Linked DNA regions of Columba livia: region 2 is linked to region 1. A link is a contact called in public Hi-C data. All regions are on one chromosome and are shown on one strand. The core of a region is the stretch at or near the end of the contact, and the rest is flanking DNA. Distances in the headings are between cores, read along the strand shown. Region 1 has its middle 19 kb from the start of CDIN1. Region 2 has its middle 170 kb from the start of CDIN1.

Region 1 (7,961 bases), core at 3,046-5,545:
ACAGAACTGGCCCCAACACTGAGCCCTGCGGAACATCACTTGTGACCAGCTGCCAACTGGATTTGACTCCATTCACCACAACTCTTTGGGCCCTGCCATCCAGACAGTTTCCTTTTCCTCTGTTCTACTGCCCTAACAAGCTTTTTTTCTTTATGAAAATCCATGGTAGAACACATGCTATATCTTAAGCATTTTATATTTTCCAAAAATGCTACAAGCAAATTGTTTTTAATGCCATCATAGCCCTCTTCATCATTACTGACAGACAGCTAGTACTTTTTTTCCTCAAAGGTACAATTATCGATACGTTTAATCTAAATTCAGTTATTTTTGCACTGTTTACTCACAATTCAGGAGACAAGACAGTGACAAATCACCTTCAGATTTAGGTGGCCTAAGTGAATGCCTGAAAATTTGTATTGTCAGTGTTTGTTGTTATATTTACCATATAAAGCTTTGTGTAAAAATTGTGCTAGTTTCACATTTCAGTGAAATATATCTGTTTGCCTCCCACCATTACCACATTGCTTCTGTCAGCACTTTGTATTTCAACATGGTAAGCAGACAAACATGGCTATTCATCAGTGCTTATTCAGTGCTATTATAAACTATTCATTATTTTACAGGATTATTATCTTACAGTATTAAAAGTATGATTACAACATTGTTTGTGATACAAACTGAAGCATTTAATCATTATCAACCCATTAAAGAGGACTCAGAGTTGCACATTCAATTTATAAATTTCTTCTTTTAATTATTTAACTATACCATTTTAAAATGGGTGAAAAAACTTTAATTAAATATATATTTTTAGAAATATAAGAAACATAGCTCAGATTTCGTTAAGTGAAATCTTCCTGTGTTGAAAAATTGTAATTAAAAGATCTACCGATACTGCTGAAGCATGAATTCCTTTATGTTTATCTGTCAGGACTGCAATTTCTCAAGAGTTTCTGAAGATCCCCAGTTTACTCATCATTCCATTTTACTACACAAAAAAGTTAACACCATGGGTGCATAGAATAACAACGTGATCGGGTGTGCATAAGCAACATATTTAACAGAATAATGACTTCCAGAGATATTACATGAATAAGTTTAGCACATACATTTTTGGCACAGTTTTTAGTCAAAATATTCAGTAGGTAATATACAACCAAAGGTGTTTCTAGGAAGATTTTGGTGTAGAGAAATGGGTCAAGGTCAATTTTGGATAATGGTCCCTTTCCCATAAATGAGACCATTACCTATCTAGAAAACTTAGCTTTCTACAGGTACTATTTTGAAAACTATGTTAGGACCTGGGACATAAACACTCATCTAACAAGACTCAAATTAATTTTGACTCATTCTTCTAATACTTCAAACTAGTGGAAGATTTCTGTTTAGACTTTCAGCAAAGCAGTACACTTTGACAGACACTTCAAATCAACTGTAAGTTTAAGAGCACTTAAACTAGCCCAAACTAGGGCATTTAAAAATTCTGGTGACAATTAACTACAGTGGTCACTACTATTTTATGAGAATTTATTACTCTACTAAAATATAAGAAGTATTTTACGGTTGTTGAGTTATACTTCTGCTCAATCAGATTACACGCATTAAATGATTTTTAGAAAAAAAATCATGGACAAAGACAACGTGGAATGAAAATGTATATGCTATCTACAACTACTATAAGATTTTTCAAAAACTAATTTGGAAGTATCTTACTATATCTTGATTTTTTTTTTTAAGCCAGGAAACAAGACACATCAGAGTGAAGAAAGAAAATCTATTCCACTAGCAACACACCATCCAATCACAGCACATCTGCCTTTCTTCTGTGATGACAAGGATGCACAGATGTTTTTTAATATCCATAAACCAATATGCTAACTATAAAAACAAAGGCACACATACAATATACTGCCAGTAATTCTATTAATCTAAGATAAAAACAAAGATGAAAACAGAATGAATGAGTTTCTTCAAACCAACTTCTTTCTACTTATAAATCAGAGTACTAAAGAGAAATAAATACATATGTATCCTAGTGATTTAACACCCATCCCAAGCTAGCCCATCTTGTGTCACTGCCTAAGTCATGCAAATTACACCAGAACTGCCAGTTGACTAAGATTAATGACACTGCGCCAGCTTCTTTGTTTCTCTCTGCGGCCGTTTAGTGTGAAATACTATCCAAAAACATTATCTATCCTCTATTAATCCCACAAATTTGTTCACACCATGCACATTGTTTAGGGCAATTTACAACAGGAACATACTGAGCACAATTGCATTTAATTACTTGGGTTCTAATTACATTCATTAAAGGCTAATAAAATAAATGAAACAGCTTTAAAAGCTTCTGCAAAACACATGGGTCTTGTCTCCCTCATGAAGCATACTGTAGAGGTTTGATGTAAAACATAGATTTCAACATATATGTCTGCATATTATGTATCTGTAATATGCACAAAGACTTTTAATGCATACTTATTTATTTATTTTTATTTATATATAAACCATATGCACATCAACTCTGAATGATTCTGAATACTGCTGATATTTACTTATATTACTAGTCATGAAGATGCCAGGCAACCCAAACTACTTTTTAATGTGGTATGTTGAGACGGAGGAATATCAGTTTTAACATTCCAACCCAGTTCTTTTAACTGTTTCCACCTGCATTACAGAGTTATTCCCTCATTTTCTCTCATCTTATATCTGCATTATAAAATATATAAACTGACATTAGAAGGAGAGAAAGACATCAAGAAAGAGAAGAATAAAAGAGCAGGAAAAACCACATTACTTTATTTGGTATATATTCTTAAAAATATTTTGCTAAGGCTCATTTCTGACATTCATCTGAGGATTTGAATTTTTTCTCAGTAGCTATTTACATTAAAAAACACATTCTGCACACTAGACAGCCTAAATAAATCCCCCATGGTGGTTAAAAATGCAGCTTGTTAATAACAGAATTCCCTAATTTTTACGTTTCTGTGGTATTTCCATTGTGCTTAGAATGCAGTTTATGGCAAAAGACAAAGCCTGGAACATGCTGTTGATAACTGTGCCAGAGAAAATTCAGCACTGGATATTTAGAAAAGAGTGCTTATGGTGTGCTCCTCTCATTACAACTATTCATTGTTCTTGGATTCACAAGAAGATGATCTTTGTAATCAGTGAAAGTAACAAAGTTCTAGTTAATTATTCTACAAACCTTATACTATGTACATGCATGGTCTTAGCTGAAGATCCAGTTTGGCACCCTTGGAAATTTGAACCTCTTAAATATTCTGCATTACAAATATAATGACAATCAAACAGGCCTGCCAAGAGCTAAAAAGTATATGGACTTATGCACAATTTTCATTCATGTACAAATGCAAATAAAGAAAAAAAAACAAAACAAAACAAAACAGCCTTGAGGACTAACCTTGCGGTGTTGTAGAATTTTAACAAATGTAGAGATTCGGTGCAGATTCTATGATGCAAATCACACCTATACAATACGACTTCATCTTATAATTTAATAAATGTTCTCTTGCTGGCAGTTAGTTAATTTAAAAATACTTCAATACTTTCTGGGGTTTTAGTCCATTACTGACCAAATAATCATATTTTACTTTAAAAAATACATAAAACAATTTTTCTCTTCAGAATATGTTTTACAAGAAGCATGCTGTGCTGGTACAGCACTTTGGGCAGTTTAACAGAAAGCAATAAAATAACCATGGCTATGTGTATAATTTTGCAAAGTTCATCTTAAAAATTATACAACTTTGCCACATACACATCTCAAACTGTTTCTTATTATGAACACTGGATGAATTACTTTTGTAAACTATTAAAAGAGCAGACATTTAAAAAATCATCTGAATCCCTCATTCAGATATATAAACCCCTCATTCGTGAATCAACATTTGCTTTGGAGAAGGGAGGAGGGGCACCCATCCTGCACAACAAAGCAGCAGCTCAATACAGCTGCCATCTGGCTTCCTCCTGCAGTTCACTTCCCATAGCAAACAAGATCCATAGTTTAAGGAGTGTTGGGAAAGGAAGAGGGGCTGCAGTTTTAACCTTACAGCTTTACGATGGAGCATTTTTCCACTCTATAAAAACTCCTCTTAATATAGGAGAATGGAAGGCTCAGGAAATTGTTAGTAGGATAGAAAGCCTTTCACTTCTGTGTTTCTGGTTCAGATCCACATCAACACAGTGGTAACCAAATATAACTACCACCTAAAGGACCTTTTAATGAAACGAGTTAGCTGATCTCAGTACAATAGCTAGTGAGCAAGCATCTATATCACTGAAAGCAACACCAAATATGATAAACTCTTTCCTCCTCACTGTGCAGCAGCTGCTTATCACCAGTAGCAGCTGAGAATGTTTCAAATATTAAAGCATAAACCAAAATATTTTACCTACAAGAGAAGAAAGAATGCTAAAAGCATGACACAGTCAGTGAGACGTCTACCATCTGATGGGCTGTTTCTACTTAGGTTCATAAAAGCACGAATTTGTCAAATTTCAGGTTATGTTCCAATGTCTAATGTCTTTACCTTTCCTTGGGCAGTAGTGGTGGAAACCGGAGCAGAAAAGAATCTAACAGTTTAGCTTTGCATTTATACTGGAGAAGCTAAAGACTCAAACTGACGAACATTAAATCTATTTTTCTTTTATTTTATGTAATAATGTGTATTCACTATTTCGCTACATCTACAAAATAGGAATAGAACCAAAGATTCAGGCTGTGTACTCTGATGGTTCTGCCAAACAAATATGACTACAACACAACTATATGCTGAAGCAACGATAAAGCTACTGGTTTAGGCAGCAGTATAAAACCTAGCAGTTTACTTCTTGCAAACAATAAGGATCCAAGTCCTTTCTCATTAAATTATAACAAAGAGATCCCTAAAACGTTTCATTGAAAACAGTGGAGTTTTTCCATTCTTTCAGTGAGATCTGAGTTTATACACATTAATGTTGAGGTATTCAACCCAATAGACAGACAGTTCACAACACAATGAAATTAAAGACAAATTATTTCCATATCTAAAAAGCAGCACCAAGTTTACAGTCAAAGTAAAATAAACTTTAAAATCATTCATGTTTGAAAGGTCAAATGTTGTTCTAATACCATACAACCGAATGGGTAATATCCATTAAGACCGATCAGTGAAAAACACCAACAAAATGAATAAATACAACCCAAAAGCTAACAACCTCAATCCCTAGCAGCCCCTTGACCCTTATTACTACAGCTGCTGGTGTAGGAAAGGATTAAAGCAGGCTAGAAATCATTGGGTTAACATACAAGGGCTCAGAAATGTGACCTTGGTTACTTACAACATATATCCCCTACTAAAAATGAGTATATGAGGAGAATTAGAAACAGAGCTAGCAAAGGTCAGCTTGAGTGCAGATAAACTAAGAAAAAAGAGGCTTGACAGGCAAAAAGGTTTTATTTCTCCCACAGCACTTTGTTGTAACCAAGATGGTCTAAGGACGGAAGCAACACTAGGGCAGATGGCACTGTTGAACATGCCAGATAAACTTTTGGGCACATGAACCCTTCTTCATGTCTAGACAGCAGCAGCTTTCAAAGCTAAATAGAAAAAAAACCTGCTCAGCATTAGATATGTACCACCAGGTCCATATGGCATAAAATGTATGAATAACATCTTCATCATCATGAGTAGAAAACTGGATTTCCTCACTAATTGCAATCATAAATTCAATAATCATGACTCTATTGTCAGACTGTCTTTGAAATTCTCCTGTACCGAGATCCCTTCTTAGGTATTAAGGTCAATATCAAAGATGGTAATCTACAAACTAAAATGCACAGAAAACCACAGACTAACAAATTTAACTCCATAAACTTGCAACTGTCTGAAACACACACACAAAAATCAGGCATCCTCAGATGCCATCCCATTCACTCTGAAGAAAAATCCTGTGATACCATCCAAAGAACCACCTTAACCAATTATAAGTAATTCTAGAAGAAGATGCCACTTGGTCTTGTCTTTCAAGAACCACCTTGGACTTCTAACAGTCTCTGGCTTCAGAAACATCCTAGGTACAGTCCAAAGACACTGAATGGATGAAGATCGTGTTTGAGCAAGAAATGTAAAATCTGGAGACATATCTCTATAATTACTGTAGTAAATAATCTCTTAACAGAACCACCACTATCTTTCAATTCTGCAACTCCATTTCAGGAATATAATACAGTTTATTCCAGTAGCTTGACAACACAACAGCTATGATGTATGTAAAACTAAGCCAAAACTACATACGGAGCGAATTGATGGTTTATAAAGGTAAAAACTACTGTGAACACCTCTTACTAGCCACTGTTTCTGATCTCTCATTCCTTCCTTTCTGCTTGCTCACATACTATGCCCCTATGCTCAGGTAAAACCTACAAAATCTTTGAAATTTTGGTAAGCAAAACTCAGAACTCTACTGGATGCCAAAAATCATGGATGTAAGTGAGCAGGTTTATAGTACATTTTAATTTCTCTTCTTTCCAGTGTGTTTCACATGCCCCAAACCATGCCTTTTTTCCCCAGAGTGTAAGTATCTCTGTCTTTTTCTCCTTTTCTCCTCCTGCCCCACATCATCCTATCTCATCCACAAGTACCACCTGCTTTTCTTTTAAAGATGGGTGATTTGATATACGGCTGCCACCTCTGAGCAACTGTTCTCAACTTTTTATTTTGTTTCTATTTCACTCATGGAAGAGAGGCTTGTGTGCCTCCAAGCCTAACTTTTCCAAATATTCCAACTGGTCTAATAAAAGATAATACTTCTATCTACAGACCTCCTCTTGTATTTCTTTAAAGTCAGGTCCTTTAACAACCGAACTAAAAATGTGAGACAATTAAAAGGCAAATTATGGCATAACAAAACTTCAGATTCATTCTGCTTTCAGAATACTGAAATTTAAGGAGAAATTTTCTGTATTTCAGAAGGTTTTTTTAATCACAACCAGTAAGCTTTTAAATGTAGCTCTAAATCTTAATAATTTAAAATGTTTAATTTACTTATTTATTGGGGGAGAAAAAAAAAAAAAGGTTGTTTTTCCAAACATACATTCACTGAACATGAATGAAGAAAAAATCACTCTCTGAAGAGGAGTTCCAGGTTCATGCACAACAGAGAACTCTGGACAACCAGAGGAAGAAGACTCCTGTTGTCTTTTCTATTTCTTTTCACGATGAGTTTCTTGCACAAAGCAAGGCAAATACTATGAAAGAAATAAATTTTGATCAGTCAGTGGACCTAAGCACTTAACAATAAAATGAGAAATGGATAAGTACAGTTAGTAAATCAAACAATAGGGATTACATTTCATTGAGGGCCAGAGAAGAGTTGTGCAGTAGGAAACGAATGTAACAGCATTGAGTAGCTCTCTATGTTTTGCCTGGAAATACATTTAGATTGTACATAATTATTCATGGTATTTATGAAATATTGTTGAGTGGCATTTATCTACTGAAATAGAGAGAGACTGTAAGAAAAAAATGCATATGTAGCGAATAAGAAACCAAGGTATGTCCCACCCACCCAGAGCTGAAAGTACCTAGTCTCAAATTAACTTAGGTAACCACATCTTACAAATCCTTTTATAAATTTAAACTTTGTAGGGGAAACTACCTAGGTTGTTTCATCTATTCCTGAGGCAGCTCCAATACCTCATTCATTTTACAGGTAGAAGCATAATTTTTCAGTTCACATTTAATAATGGCCCAGTTTATAGTAATCTGTTCTTTTGATAACTGCCATTTATTTTATACAGGACTTTTACCTGCCTTGCAGTTTATCACCCACTTATGTTTTCACAGGTAACTACAGTACCACCTCCCAGTCTTTGTTTTACTAGACTGAGCAACATAAGCTCTTTCATTTCCTTGAGGCTGTACCTAACTCTGTTCAGCTGCACCCAT
Region 2 (7,961 bases), core at 2,429-4,928, 190 kb after region 1:
GCTGGAGTGAGGGGACCGGGGCGAGCCGGGCTGCCGCAGCCTCCCCCCGACACCCCCGGCGGAGCAGGGGCCGAAAGCCGCGGCTGTAACGAGCCTCTTAATAAACCTCCGGGTCGATGATGCATCGCTCGCTAGTGAATCTTCGCGGGTTTATTTATTTTAACTAAATCGCCCAAATGGATCGCAGCTCCGTGTTGACTCTGGCGAGAGGCGAGGCGGGGAGCCGGGGGCTGGGGGGGGCGGCGGAGCTGACAGGTCGCCCGGGGGCTGCGGCGTTTCGTGCTTGCAGCGACTCTGCAAGTGTACGCCTCCCACTTCGGGAAAGGTCCCCCCCGCCCCGGTAATCACCCCCTGTCGCCTTCCTCTTCCTCCTCCCACCCTGCCCGGGTGCAGGCGCCCTTGCGAGAAACAGCCGAGGGCAACCACTGCCCGGATCAGGGCGGACACAGCCGCGGGGCATTCCCCGGGCCAGGCCGCCCAGTGCCGCGGCCGAGCCCCGCCGCTGTGGAGGGAGGCTGGGCGGGGTCGGGGGTCGAGGAAAGGAAAGGCGAAGGATAGGTGTTTAAAACAGAGGGACAAGGTGGCCCGCTGGCGGATTGCTTAAATCGACGGTCACTGGGAAGAGGCGAGGGCCAGAGCTTCCCCTGCCGGTACCGGAGGGGCGCGTACCCCGGTGTTGTGCAGCGGGGCAGTTTGTCACGGAACAGCGGCCGGTCGCCTTCGAGACTCCCGTGAGTAAGGCTGACGATAAAGCCAGCCTTACGCTTCTCCTGACCGCTGAACTTGCAGCGTTTCTAGTGTTTATTCACGTTCACATCACAGCAGCAGTTTGGACCACAGGGATGGGGGGAGGTTGGGGGGTCAGCATCCCCGCTTTATCCCCGAGCCCACGGGTGCGCTGGTCCCCGCCGGCCCCCGCGCCCAGTCTGCCGGGAGCAGTGCCCGCTTGCCGAGTGCCTCAAGTGTGGGTGCCTTGCAGGTAAACACAGCGAGCTCTCCTATGATGAAAGCAACCTCTGCTTTTAAAAACCACGGGAAGAAGTTGCAGATCGGCTGCAGCAGGAGAGCGCCTCTGACCTGCCCCAGCGGGCGCCGTACCTGCTCTTTGTCACCCCTCCGCCATCCCCGCAGCCTCAGGCCTGCCCCGGTCCTGGCGGACGACTACCCCCTTTTCCCGGGACTGCCGCCGCTGCGCTCCAACGGGAGCGGTGGTGGGCGAGGCCGCGGGCCGGGCCACTGGCGGGGGGCGCCGGGACCGGAGCGGGGCGGGCGGTGTTGGGCAGAGGCGGGCAGCCCGGCAGCCACGCACCGCCGCCCCTCTCCGGGGATGCTGCTCCCTGACGTCAGCTGTTTGCTCAGTCTTTTGTTCAGTTAAAAATAGTTTCACACAGCAGCTTACCTGCCTTGGGTGGAGGCTGCTCGTGGGATGCGTCAGGGAAGTGTTTTCTGGCGAAATCAATCATTTCCGTCTCCCTCAGATCTGTGATCTCCGCGCCTAAATTGATTATACTGGCTCGCAGTCTTCCAAAACCAGTATTTTTCTGCCTGTAACACATGGGAAAAGAAAGTTGCTTTGTAATCTAGCTATAACAGAGCTTTGTTCTCGAAGCAAGGTATTTCTTTTAGCGACTCACTGAAGTATACATACTGTCGAATATTATCTTTCCTCTAGTACTTTTACTTTTTAATTTTTCCCTTTGCGTCTCGTTCACGGCCGTTACTGTGTTGTACTTGCAATTGCATATTAAGCTAGTAAAATAATTGCTTTATAGTAGATTACTTGCAGCAGACATTTATTCTTCTTCTTCCGATTCTATGGAGTTATTAAAAAGTAATGGGTGCCAAGACAATCAAGGAATATTTCCTAATTAAAGAGGAAAAATGGAACTGCCACCATTTTCCACTGTGTGTGGGCCAGTTCACGTGCTCAGCTTACACGCACATACCATCGTAGTATATGTGTATGATGCATATACACACACGTACACACACACTGGCACACACCCGCTATACTATAGTGAGTTCCCTTTTTTCCTTTACTTACAGAGACTAAATAACAACTTGAAATCGAAGACAAATTAATTGACAGGAAAAAATGTCACTTTTTTCCACTTCAATTTCTTCCCATATTATAATGAAGTTCTGAGTCTTTAGCTAGGTGGACAACTAACCACCCGATGCCTACTGTCCTAGAACCACCATCCCGCTGGATAGTTTATGGCGATGAAGTTTTTCAACTACTCAGTAACCTTATTTTATTGTGCGTGGAATACACACAACACGTACAGATCTATTGGATCTATATAGTGTTGCGTATAATTTTATAGTTTATCTTAGCCGAACTGCTCCTGGGTGACAAATGTCTCCGTCGCAGGGAGCACCGTCCTCATTTCAATGCTATTCCGTTCTCGGAGCGCGCGTGGTAATTCTTTACAACGAAATTGCTTCCCTTCTGGTTCCTATATTTTAATTTAGTAAAGGACTGATTAGCTGTGGCTTTAAAAGGGCCAGGTCTGCGCTGGCTCGCAGCGTCACCTCTCACCTCTCCGCAGCCCCGGGCTGGGGTCACTGCGGGGCCGCGGCGGGGGAGCGGGCAGCGCGGTTCCGGCTCCGGCTCCCGCTCCCGCCGCGCCTACCTGCGCGCCCCGCGCAGCGCCCCACGGCCGAGCCTGGCTCCGGGAGCAAATCCCCTGTCGCCCCCGTCGGAGGGGGAAGAGCCGCCAGCCTCTGCCTCTGGTTCACCGCTGCCGAAATGAATCATCGCGGAAACAACAGGAAGATGCAGCTCAGCTAGGGGACAATAATTGTTTGGTTTATTTTAATTTGCAACGCCCCGGTTTACTGGCACCCTTTCTTTTGACTTCGGAGAAGGGGGGTGGGAGGAATCTGGCCGGGGAGCATCGCGCTGTTTAAAGGCTTCATGTAAACTTCTACATTTTGAAAGAATAACTTCAAAAACCTGTGTTTGATTGTATTCAGACATGTGCACAGCTCACATCGATTTGTGGATTCACTGAAGGTGTAAAGGTCCGTGGATAACATTTCAGATCGAATGTCCCTAAATCAGGAGATTCTCCCTTCTTTGCCAAATCCTGGAAGCAGTTTAACACGGGGGGGGGGAAGGAGAGGGGAAAAAAATATATATATATATTATTTTTTAGGCTGTAAAAATGCATTTCAAAGAGGGATGATATTCTACCAGGAGAGACTACAATAAAAATCACAGGTCGCTTCTGAAAAGGTTTCACTCTGAGCAAATATTTCGAGTATGTCGGATCCTCATAAAATTATACTATAGACTTTATTCCGACGATTATTGGGAAATCATGCAATGCATACAAAAATACAGTCAAAAAAGGTCAAAATGAATTTATTTTCCGATATGAATAGTGAAAGGTACAAGTACATTTTTAATAGTTTTGATCTTTATCAAATGATCGATGTAAATAAAGTCATATACTGAATATTCAGGAAAATACAATTAATTTTAAGAAGTTACCTTTCATTGCGTGCACCGATGCACTTACAGAGCTGGTGCGGAGCCATCGCTTTGTTTATTTTTCTAATGTCTACCCAAATTCCAGCAATCCACAGAGCAGTAACAGCTTTTTCCATGTGTTTATCATCGGGGTTGCAACAGGATTCGCCTCAATTGTTCTGCCTTTCTCGTGTTTTCCTTTCTTCCCTTTTCTGCATTTCCCAGTTACATTCGCTTTGGTTGCAAAAATAAACATAGGAGTTTTTAACAGCAATTTGAGATGATAATGGTTACTGATCCCATTCTTTCCATCATAATCTTCAAGTGGTTTAAGATTAATGATAGGAGGTGTTTTAGCAAGGAGTGTGGGTTCTCTTCTCCAAAGACCATCGCTATGATAATTTACTTAAGATGTTGACAAGACTGTCAGTAAGGCTAATTTTTTATTAAGCTGTGCTGTAGCGACTGTAGTAAGCATTTGTTGTTGTTATTTAAGCGCATCGTATTTTTGAATGCCTTCCTATAAATATTGTTATCTGGTCTCTGCCTGATGGGATCTGCAACTGAGATTATTCCCCTTGCCTTTGTTTCAAGAAAGGTATCTTCTGATATTCTGATATTCTCTTCCATTCTCCCCCGTTTCCTTACACGCACATTTTGTGAAAGAAAATAAATTTGAGCAACTACTCTTTTGGCCGAGCAAGGCAGATCTTCTGCAAAGCATTGTTTTGGCTGGACTCTGTCTAGGCACAGCCCTGAACAAACAGGACTAGATGCAGGTTTGAGTGCTGGTTTTGTGCCATTTTTTTTTAATGGGCAAAATAACCCTTTAAACCATAAATATGTAACTGTGGTATCCTGGTGTACAAAGAGACTAGGTTGCCTTTTCAAACGCGGGCGATTCATGATTGTATTTGCGGCTGACGAGCAGAGCTCTGCCCTCGCTGCGCACCCCGCGCTGCCCCAGCCAGAGCGGAGCCTTCCGCCGGGCCGGCACCCACGGGCGCTCAGCGCGGCTCCCGTCGCCAGGGCCGGACCCCGCGGTGGGCGGCGGCGGCAGCGCTCTCCCGCACACCTCCGCCCCGGCCCGCCTCCCCACGGGGTCGCGGCCGGGACCGGGCCGGGCTCGCAGCGCTGTGGAGCCGCGCCGGGCTCTGCGTACCCCGCGCTCCTGCCCGGCCGCTTTCCCCTGTCCTCCGCGGAGGCGCCGGTGAGAGCATGGACGGCGGAGGAGGGTGCGGAATAGCCACCTCTCTCTGAGGAAAAAAGTCTGGGGTGAAATCGCGGCAGATCAGTTGGTTTTACCCTTCTGTCGTGTTTTCAATAAACATAAAACTGCGGGCTTACCTATAAATTACCGGGGTCATGTGACACCCATTTGGCAATGGTTTATTGCCCTTTTCATTCCCCCCAGTTGCTTTGCTACGCGCCTGCGGCCAAGCGCGCAGTGGAGGCCGTGCGGGGTGCCGGGGAGCGGAGAGCCAAGCTCGGGTGGAGGCCCCCGAGCACGGCCCGCCTTGCCGCAGGGCCCGTGGGGCGAGCAGGGTCGCGCTGCCCGCGTGGAGCAGGCGTGGGACCCCCGTCCTCCCCATGCGCGCTGCCAAGCGAGACGCCAAGTAAACGGCGGGGGCTACAAAAGCTGTTTATCCTCCTTATCAGCCGCCCGTAGCCGCTATCAGCAGCTCTGCGCTCCCAAAGAAAGGAAAAGGACAGTTTAGTAAACAGTTTATGTTACGGTCCTCCCAGGCTCAAAGGCAGGCGCGGGCCAGCGGAGGCGCTTCCCTGTCACCTGCGGTCTGTACGCAGAAGTGGGCGCGGGCGCGCCCCGCTGCTTGCGCGCCCCTTGAGCCGCGCATCTACCCTACACACCGGCGCGCAGGGAAGCGCGCAGCGCGGGCGGAGGGCTCCTCCGCGGCGGTGCCAGGTGCGGCCAGCAGGGGGCGCTCCGACGTTGCGCCTGGGAGCTCGCGCCGCCGCGCCGCGCGCCCGCCCACGAACACGCGTATACACACAAGACACACGCGTGTACACACACACACATACACACACACTAGCACAGCGTCACAGCCCTCCGTCCAGCTGTGCGTGTTCCCGGGCGCTGGACGCCCCGTGCACGCGCTCCGCCGCACGGGTGTCCCCGTGCCTCTCCCCCTGCGTGTGCGTGCGTGTGCGTGTGTGTACTATACATTATGCAACTTATTAAATACAACGATGAATTGTCAACATTTTTTTCGCCTGTTAGTTCCGCTGATCCGGGCAGGATTTATTTTCCGATCTCGGGTCCCGGAGCTATAATGCGTGATTTCTTTGCCTTAAATAAAATTGGTCAAATGTTGACAACCTTTAAGCCAATCTAACACTCAAGATTACTGATGGGAAACTAATGAGAAAATATCAGATCGTCCGGCCTGGGGGCTCCTAATTAAATCTTAGCTGATTGAAAAATAAAAGCGGGTTCGGGGGCGTGGGGGAGGAGGGAAGAAGCTCCGGGCTGAACTTTAGCTCTCGTTTTACGTGATATTTCCCCAACTTAGCCCCCCCTCCACTGTTCCCCCCTCCCTCCTAAAAATCCTAATGTTATTTCGCTGGTTATTTCGAGAGATCCGAAAGCGACTATAATTCCTTGCCCGGTAAATATTAAGGCCTTTAAGCAACGTGATTTAACTAATTAGAAAATTTACATCATTAAGTCTCAGGGAAAGAAAAAAGGAGAAACAAATCTGCCAGTCATTTTAAAAGAGACAGGCCCTATTGAAGTGTGAAGAAATCGGCTCTAATTCAAAAAGGCAATCGGGCAGAAAAAGCCCTCAACATTACCCTGCTAGTTATTAATCAGAAGGGGTTTCCCCCCCTCTCCTTTCCTGCAATGGCAAGAGCTGAAGCACATCGTTAGTTTCTCCCAAAGCTACCGCACAGTTTCCATTCAGGTTTTTTGCCACTCGTCTATGTCCCATATTAGCAGCGAGTATTTCTCCATTCAAGGCTCATAGATTTGAAAATGTTTCCTAACTGGGGAGCCGGAGCCGCAGAAAAAAATAAGGCTCCCCTCACCTCCGCTCCAGTCAAATACAAGGGCTGAGATGCCCCGTCCCCATTAAAGTGAGGTCCTAAAGTAAATTACTCGGCGAGAACTAGATTATGGCTTTGTTTTGCTCCCTTACCCTGCATTTCTAAACACACACAAGCCTGAAAGTGGAAAGCCCCCCCCCCTTTCTTTTTTCCCAAGGACTAGCTGTGTTCAGTGCCACGCACCAGCCTCAACCAGAACAATATAAAACTTGAGTGAAAATCAGGGAGATCGGATTACTAATGTCGGGCCGTTAATGAAGTGACGCGGGACGCTGATTGCCGGCGCAGCGAGCGGGAGGAGGAGCTGGTGGCCCCCGGTTTAGGGAGCACAGCTGGGGTGGCTGCAAGGGAAGCTCAGAAAGGGGGAGAAATGAAGGAGCTTGGTCCAAACCACCGGGAGTGTTACATCTCTCTCTCTCTCTTTCTCTGTCTCTCTTTCAAACACGCTCTCTAATCCTCTCCTTCCAACTGTTCACAGTGGACTATAGTATAAATAATAAATACATCCTACTCTGCGTTTTCTCTCTCCTAATCTCGAAGAATCTGACAGTCGCTTTAATCAAAGGAGTTTGCCCTGGTTCTTCATGGAGCTAATTTAAGGAATTTTAAACACGTCTCGGACAAAACCAGGTGATAGGGGCCTATTTCTGATCTCACGGCCCGGGGACGAACTCTCCTGTGGCTCGAGGAATTAACCCCGTGTAAATGGGTTCAGGATCAACCTTCTGATGGGGATTTTACTTGGCAGTAGCCTGTAAAGACAAATATTCTGGGGGAAAAAAAAAAAAAAAAAGTCTCTGCAAGCCCTATTCCGGCTTCCAGTTACGCCCCAGTGTTAACTTGTAGTCATCTCTGTAAGCAGATGCCTACAGATATGTAAGGTCTCCACCAGGACCGGACATATTCCTTTAGCAGCGCTACGTCGGCTTACAGAAAGATCGTTTGAGCAGCTCCGCACGATGTGTGAGGGGCAGGCAGGCCGGTCACTGTCTCTCGCCCGCAGCGGTGCGGGCGCGACACCGGTGCCAGCCCAGCCCAGCCCAGCCCGTCCCGCGGGCATCCCACCGCACCCCTCCGCGCATCACACCGCACCCGTCCGCACAGTCCCCTCCGAGATTTTTGAGAAGGGAGAGGGACTTTTACGGAACATGTCCTCCTCAATGGAAACATTTCTCCGTTTCTCTATAAAACCAGCGGAATTACCGCCTTTGTGCCTTGTGGAAACACAGTAAGGCAGACTTGTCTGCCAAAGCGAGAGGACCTGATCGCCAAGACGAAATGGAGAGGGGAGGGCAGAAGGAATATCCTTGACTTCTCCGCCCCCTTTACATCAGTTTGTTTTGCAGTTATTCAAAATGATTGAGTTTTCTGAAGAAGACCCTTTAGAGGCAACAAAACCAGCAACAACATCTTT

What was found. A called contact is a pair of places that touch in the nucleus more often than the background predicts.
Region 2: a Hi-C map of liver shows a contact between it and region 1, with 1.9 times the contacts expected there. The contact joins two enhancer-like sites. A contact is called at or near these places in 2 of 2 Hi-C or Micro-C datasets (crop and liver).

Annotation. Positions count from the first base shown.
Region 1 is chr5:33,194,261-33,202,221 of bColLiv1.pat.W.v2, forward strand. No RefSeq gene overlaps it. Among named protein-coding and RNA genes, the nearest start is that of CDIN1, 19 kb to the right of the region's middle. Within about 2 kb of position 4,296, at least 2 of the 3 cell types and tissues checked have an H3K27ac peak away from gene starts, as active enhancers do.
Region 2 is chr5:33,380,178-33,388,138 of bColLiv1.pat.W.v2, forward strand. No RefSeq gene overlaps it. Among named protein-coding and RNA genes, the nearest start is that of CDIN1, 170 kb to the left of the region's middle. Within about 2 kb of position 3,679, at least 2 of the 3 cell types and tissues checked have an H3K27ac peak away from gene starts, as active enhancers do.